2 separate regions of the Oryza sativa genome follow, and region 1 is linked to region 2. A link is a contact called in public HiCAR-type data. All regions are on one chromosome and are shown on one strand. The core of a region is the stretch at or near the end of the contact, and the rest is flanking DNA. Distances in the headings are between cores, read along the strand shown.

Region 1 (3,978 bases), core at 765-3,264, 240 kb after region 2:
GACCAAATCAGCTATGGACTGGATATATCAAAGAATAATAAACCCTAAACATGCCCAATCGGCTGTAATACTATCTATGGAGTTTAACATATTGATTTAAGACAATATTATGAAAGTAGCCGATGTGACAGTATTTAGAGCAAGAAAGATAACGTACTAGCTAATACTCTAGTACAAACTTATATAAACACTCTAGTAAAAACTTATATAAACAGATTGATCCATATAAACATATAAAACAGAAATCAAGCATGAAGGTGTACAAATCTTGCCGATACTGACTAAAGCTTCATATGCTTATATAAAATGATATGTCTATATAAGTGGCGAATATACATGAAACAAGAACGAAACATGCATATTATGTAAGATCAGCTCAAACCTCGATACTATCCTTATTATGCCTAATTGCAGGCTAGTTTGCATGGTTCTAAGCACAACTAGGGATGATACATCTCAAAGTATGAAGAGAAACAATGCAGTCTAAATAATCAAGCAATTATACATTTTTCAGGATGGTAGATGCCTTAGATAATATAATCTAGCAGGACAATTTAACCGAAAGCAAGCTCCCCGTACACCACCTCCCCTTCCCACCAGCATCCCTCTCCCCTCCTCTTCTTCACCACTCAACAGTGACAACTAGATCCACAAGACGGTGACCACGAGCTATAGATAGGCCGAGGGCTCAAGGCGGCCGCCGCCGAGCTGTTGCGGCGGATGGGTAGTGGACACCGCCACCCCGTCAAGCTCGCGCCCCTCTTTGTCCGTAGCTATCGCCGTCGCCGGCACAACCCAAGAGCTCCACAAGCACGGCGCCTGGTCACCCTCCCATGGCCGACGAGTTCTTCTCCCTCTCCCTTCTCTAGCGGCACAGGGCACGAGCGTGGGCCAGTCCTTTAAAATTTGACAAAGAACTTGTGGTTTAACTTGGCTCCACGATCTTCATGGGGACAACAAGAACAGCAGACATGGCATGGAATGTCCGACCCGGCTTTGTTAAGGCTGAACTTACATCTCTGCCCACTGTAAAAGCCCTTAGGAGGACATCAAGGAGGCAAAGGCCATCTGATTCCGAAGTTTAAATTTTATAGTACCAGTTTTCTACTCCAATGATTTCTCAACTGTTGGTTGTCACACACGCACGTTCCACCAGGGAATCCGATCAAACGATTCCCTCCCCTCCCTCCGCCGTCCAACCCATCCGGCTGCATAAAAATTTCCACAAATGACGCGGACGCACACCACCACACCACCACCTCCTCATCCTCATTTGCCCCCCAACCCGGCATCGATCACCTCGCTGACGTCGCCCCCGTGACGTCATCCGGTTGTCGTCCCCTCGTCCCCCCTCTCCTTCGGCGATGCTTCCCCCCTTGCCCGTACTCCCACATGCCCACCCAACGAAGGAACTTGCAACTCAAGTTTTTTTATTTTTTTAAAATAATCTCTCGTGGCCCCCACCACCAAAACTCCCCCGAATTCCTCGTACCGCGGTCCACTGAGCGCCGGGCCACCCCCTCCAGGACTGGCCCACATGTCCGTGTGATCTCTCCCGTGGTTTCCGCGGTGGGCTACGTCCACTGTGGCGTGGGCCGGGTGTGAAGCCCCCGCCCCCCCCCCCCCCCCGCTGGCCCACTCACCTCGTGCATTCACACCGGCATGGGGGATTGGGTACGCTCGGTTCATGAGGTTCAACTGCGCCGTTCACCGCGAGTCACCGCGTGGGCCGCCACAATTCGGTGAACCGGGTCTATGGTTCTCGCGTGGTGCCGAGCCGCGTCCCTTTTTCCCATCGCCCACGCAGCGAGCGCCCCAGTCCATGGAAACCCCTCGTGAGCCGCTCACTGGGCGTAGCCGCACGGTCCCACCTGGCATTGACACGGTACGCGTCATCGACGGTAGACCGCGCCTACGCATCATCTCCTTCGGCTACAGAAATGGAGACGGATCAATCCGCTCCAGGTGAGCAGAGTAGCCATAAATACCGACCTGCCTCCACCCCAAGCCTCCTGCTGCTTTGAGCTCCATCACCAGCTGAGCTGCGAGGAAGAGAGAGTGCGAGAGTGCGCGGCAGCGGCAGTGTAGTGTCAGTCACTGGGTGTGCGCTTGCTTGCTTGGATTGAGGATGACGTCATCGATGTCGCCGGCGCCGGCGCCGGCGTACGCGCAGGTGATGGAGGACATGGAGAAGGGGAAGGAGCTGGCGGCGCAGCTGCAGGGGCTCCTCCGCGACTCGCCGGAGGCCGGCCGCTTCGTCGACCAGATTCTCCACACCTTCTCCCGGGCGATGCGGGCGCTCGACAAGGCGGCGGTCTCCGCCGCCGGAGGAGAAGGGTCGGAGGTGCAGAGCGAGGTCACCTGCGGGGGCGGGGCCAGCGCCGGCGGGAAGAGGAAAGCCCCCGCCGCCGACCGGAAGGCCAACTGCCGCAGGAGGTGAGAACGAAGGCCAGAGCATAGCTCATCACAAAGCATAGCATCATCTGTGTGTAATTAGCTGCGTTCTTTCAGGGAAGATAGGGGGGATTGTCCCTCGTTTTCCGCGCGCACGCTTTTCAAACTACTATACGGTGCGTTTTTCGTATAAATTTTCTATAGGAAAGTTGCTTTAAAAAATCATATTAATCCATTTTTGAAGTTTCAAAATCATAAAATCATGCGCTAATGGTTCACCTCGTTTTGCGTATATTCCCAATCTTCTCTATTTCCTTCTCCTCAAACACAGCCTGGGAGTGTTTGAGAAGGGGATTGAGGAGATTGGGAAGATACGTAAAACGAGGTGAGCCATTAGCTCATGATTAATTGAGTATTAACTATTTTAAATTTTAAAAATAGATTAATATGATTTTTTAAAGCAACTTTCCTATAGAAATTTTTTGCAAAAAACGTACCGTTTAATAGTTTGAAAAGCGTGCGCGCGGAAAACGAGAGCCAATCTCCCCTATCACCCCTAAACGAACGATACCTTCCCTATCACCCCTAAACGAACGATACCTTAATGTACTAAGATTTGTGTGTACGTATTGCAGGACGCAGCAATCGTCCGGGAATTCGGTGGTCGTCAAGAACCTCGACGACGGCCAGGCATGGCGCAAGTACGGGCAGAAGGAGATCCAAAACTCCAAGCACCCAAAGTGAGTAGACTTGTCCCGACAAAAAACAATGTGTTCGAGACTGTACAGTTGGATGCGTTGCGCGCTGACGAGGAGTTGTTTGGGGTATGCTACGTGTACAGGGCCTACTTCCGGTGCACGCACAAGTACGACCAGCTGTGCACGGCGCAGCGGCAGGTGCAGCGCTGCGACGACGACCCGGCGAGCTACAGGGTCACCTACATCGGCGAGCACACCTGCCGGGACCCGGCCACCGCCCCCATCATCGCGGCGCACGTCATCCACCAGGTCGCCGCCGGCGACAACGACGACGGCTGCGGCGGCCTCCAAGCGGGGTCCCGCCTCATCAGCTTCGTCGCCGCGCCGGCGGCGCCAGTAGACGCTGCCGCGGCGCCGACGACCAGCACGATCACCACGGTCACCGCGCCGGGCCCGCTGCTGCAGCCGCTCAAGGTGGAGGGCGGCGTCGGCTCGTCCGACCAGGAGGAGGTGCTGAGCAGCCTCACGCCCGGCAGCTCCGCGGCGCGCGGCGGCGGCGGCGGCGGCGGAGTCGCGGGTCCCTTCGGGCCGGACCAGGGCGATGTCACGTCCTCCCTGCACTGGAGCTACGACGCCGTCGCCGGCATGGAGTTCTTCAAGAACGACGAGGTTGTCTTCGATCTGGACGACATTATGGGTTTGAGCTTTTGATCACCGAAGAATCATGGATGGACACGGGCCGGGTAAAACGATCGAAAGAAGATGGATTCCACGCGTGTGTACAGAAATAATTAGCGGCAGCGCGGATCTTAATTTGGAACTTGCAAAGATACTCCTAATTAGCCTGGCTAGATTAGTTTGTAAATTCCTTGTTGATGTGTCGTCT
Region 2 (4,035 bases), core at 865-3,364:
AAATTCTATGCAGATCTTGTAGTGAAAAGATAATTGTTCTCCAAAAGTTTCATCCAAGATTGTATATCCAACTACTCATGCTGAACTGTTGTAGCAATTGAAAGGCCAAAGCTGCCTATAGCATGCTCTAACATTAATTCACAGCTCATCGGTGAAAAATGTCCGAGAAAACCATGCGCCTGCAATGGAGAAGTGAATACAAAATCCAACATATTTCCTTGTGATGCAACATGCAAGCAGCAACAACGGACACCTAAAAAGAGGCAATTGAATTTAGGTATTTTATCAAATAACTTTGCAAACAATACAAAGTGCATATAAAACGGATGCAGGGCATTTTATCAAACACATAGTGCACATATGATTGGTTACTATGCATACCTGTGCCAAACCGGATGAGGCTCCTGACAGACTTCCTCTGGATCCAAATGATTTGGGAATAGGAGTCTGTCCAACAACGCGTACTTGATCTAACGGGGACTGGGGAGGCAACTGATCCAGAGCTTTTGAGGTGACTGATGGTTGGTATAGGATGATTTGAAAGAGGTTATGAAGAGGATTAGTTGGGTTAATTACGGCACCTCATCTTCGCGTAGGTGGTTGCAGTTTCTTGTCACTGATTTACTTCAAAGAGAAAACAGAACATGGCGCAGTTAATAGAAGGCGATGAGTCGTGGCTGTGGCATCGTTATGGGCTGGGCCAACGGAAAAACGTTTCACGTAACAGAGGCTGAGTAGGATGGGCTGGTCTGGCCTGGCCCAATATTGTTGAATGTCGATCTAACGTCCATCCGGAGACCTGCAAATAATCCAATGGCTCAAGAGAAAAGGATGACGTGGCGCAATGTGGTGCAAGCTTTATAGTCTAGTGGGTACCAACTATATAGGAAGAAAGAATTAGCTCTATAGGAAGAGGCCTTAGTTTGAAGCAGATTGGGCCTGTTCAGTAGCCCCTTGACTACAGTTGTACAGCTACTACCTCCGTCCCAAAATAAGTGCAGCCGTGGATATTCGTTCCCAACGTTTGACCGTCCGTCTTATTTGAAAAATTTATGAAAAATTTGAAAATATTTAGTCACACATAAAGTACTATTCATGTTTTATCATTTAATAGTAATGAAAATACTAATTATAAAAAATTTTCAAATAAGACGAACGGTCAAACGTTGAACGTGAATAGTGCAAAACTGCACTTATTTTGGGACGGAGGGAGTATATCTCTTGTAATAGACTAGTTGCCGTGTTTCTTATACAATAGCTGTACTGTAGGTGTAACTGCAACCGCTGCACCAATAATCTAAGCTGAACATGCTCATTATTGTGTGGATTGTACACAACATTTGCCTGATTATAGCGATAAATTAAATATTTTGATAATAAACTTAATAAATACTAGAAGAATGTATTTTAAGGAAATATATTCTTTAGTCGTGAAGCAAATAATCCGGCAAATAAACTAACAAGAATTGAGAAATTTTGATTTATTTTTTTTCCCGCTGACTTGACTCATGTATTGGTATCACTGGACCAGCCGCTTTTCCTGCAGGAGAATGGGATCCGGATCAAACCCGCCACGCCCGCATGGACGCAATAGTCAACTAGAAGTCAGAGGATGGCCCTGACCAAGAGTACTACGACTATGAATAAGAGTATGATGCGCAAATACGCAATAGCTTTGACCAACTCATCTTCCTGGCCCCTTAGCGCGTACTCATATTTTAGCAGCAGGTTAATCGAGTATACCCTATACTACTGATTAATCAGCCCAAGTGTTTGGATCCAAACTTTGAATCCAAACTTCTAATTTTTTTCATCACATCAACCTGTCGTTTTCAGTCACATTGTAACAATTTCAACCCAAACTTCCAACTTTAGAAGAAACTAAACACAACCAAAATTTCAACTTATAATCTCTCCAAAGCATCGAGTACTGACAATTTCTCATCTCGAGATTCTTGTACTGACAAGTTTTTATTATAAAAAAAGGAAAAAAAAATCGTAAATTAGAAGGCGGCGCCTACAAATTAAGCGAGTCAAACATTTTGGTAGAATGCAAGCAACGGACGGCAGATGTCGCGGACCACCTTAAAACCATACTCCTCGATGACAAGAGCGAGGATTACCACTAGTTAGCTTTGTAACTAGGAGCCTAAGCCAGGGAGGAGCAATGGCGAGCTCGAGCTTGTCGCGCCGTGCCCTCCTCCTCTTCTTCTTGGAGGTAGCCGTCGCCATGGCGCTGCTTCTTCCGGGCGGTCACGCGCGAGTGTGCCCGCCGTGCGGCTCGACGGAGGTGCCGTACCCGCTGAGCACGGCGGACGGGTGCGGCGACCCGGAGTACAAGGTCCGGTGCGCGGCGGCGGCGGCGGGGGGCACGGCGCCCACGCTCCTGTTCGACGCGCTCAACGGCACGTCGTACCCGATCACCTCCATCTCCCCGGCGTCGCAGCGCCTGGTGGTGTCGCCGGCGCCGTTCGTGTCGCCGGGCGCGTGCGTGTCGGTGGGCGCGGCGGCGTCCCGCGGCGTGCAGCTGGACCCATCGCGGCCGTTCAACGTCAGCTCGTCCAACACCGTCATGCTGCTCAACTGCACGGAGCTGCTGCTGCGGTCGCCGCTCAACTGCTCCTCCAACTCGCTCTGCCACGCCTACGCGGGCGCCGCGGGGTCGACGGCGTCGGCGTGCGCGCCGCTGCCGCTGTGCTGCACGTTCGTGGCGGGGGGCTCGTCGACGTCGTACCGCATCCGGCTGGGCCCGCAGTCGTGCAGCGCGTACCGGAGCTTCGTGGGGCTCGACCCGTCGCAGCCGCCGGCGACGTGGGGCAGCCGCCTCGGGCTGGAGCTGCAGTGGGCGACGCCGAGGGAGCCGCTGTGCCGCACGCAGGCCGACTGCGAGGACGGCGCCGCCGCCACCTGCGCCGACGACCCGTCGGCAACCGGAGGCGCGGGCACGGTCCGGCGCTGCCTGTGCGTGTCCGGGCTCGTCTGGAATCCCATCGCTGGCGCGTGCCAGCAGCAGAGTACGTTTAATTTTTTTGCTTCGACGGCTGACAGCTCGGCTGTGAGGCGCCTCTAATTTTTTTTTATGGCTGTTAATTTTGATGCAGATCTCACGGATAGCGGATCCAACCATGCGCCTCTCATTGCTGGTAATTATATTGCTTCCTTCCTTCAGCGCTAGCTAGCGTCTTAATTTCTTATTACTGTCATCCTGGGAAATTAATTAGGACCTCTGTTCTCGATCGGGATGCATGCTTGACGCCTACTATCTAGTTACGACTTCAATTTGCAAGGCGGGCGACTAGCCGCTTGCTTGGTTTTAACGGAGAGAGATCGAATTGTGGAGTCGTTATTCGTTGCTTTGGTGAAAACTCAGTGATTAAGTAGGCCGCTATTACCCTTTTGTTAGTTGTTACTGCGAGTAGTTACTCGCTCCGTGCACAAATATGAAAATTTCTCTTAGCATGGAGTAAAATTAAGAAGGAAAGAATGAGGTATGGATAGGGGTAGAAGTGTGGTCGTTGGGGATAAGACGAAAATAAATTTAAACGAGAGATAAATGATTGATGGGACACATATTATTTTAAAATCTTTACATTTGTGAATAAATTTTAATTGATTGGAATGTTTATAATACTGAATTTTTAAAAAAATATTTGGAATGCTTATATTTGTAGATAGAGGGGGTCGTAGTATTATAGTTATCTGATTATGAATAAGAAATAATCCAAGCATCGAATACATATCAGGAGCATGGTCAAGGCACTTAGTCATTTTTATTCGGTATACAATAAGTAATCCGGGCTGATAAAATAAAATTGAGGTCAATGATCTGGATTGAATATAAATGAGAGATCAACTGAAAGTAGGTTTACATCAGTATCATGCTGGGTCCCATACTCCCTTGCGCCAATGGTCAACTTGCGGCGGCTTACATCCGGAGAAAAGCATTGACCATACCAGAGCAAGTGTAAATCTACTTAACTCCATCCAGAGAGCTAGCATTGTCAGCTTTACAACACGGACGAACCAAGGAAGTTC

The links. HiCAR-type assays count read pairs that join an accessible place to other places.
Region 1: a HiCAR-type map of leaf shows a contact between it and region 2, with 2.0 times the contacts expected there. The contact joins the promoter of LOC4338413 here to the promoter of LOC4338400 in region 2.

What each region holds. Positions count from the first base shown.
Region 1 is chr5:15,069,717-15,073,694 of ASM3414082v1, forward strand. It overlaps LOC4338413 (transcription factor WRKY45-1-like), which reads left to right and starts at 2,015. Exons shown (of 3, transcript XM_015782108.3): 1 at 2,015-2,436; 2 at 3,030-3,134; 3 at 3,236-3,978. The coding sequence starts at 2,129. The coding sequence ends at 3,803.
Region 2 is chr5:14,827,632-14,831,666 of ASM3414082v1, forward strand. It overlaps LOC4338400 (wall-associated receptor kinase-like 20), which reads left to right and starts at 2,115. Exons shown (of 3, transcript XM_015781942.3): 1 at 2,115-3,014; 2 at 3,102-3,143. The coding sequence starts at 2,168.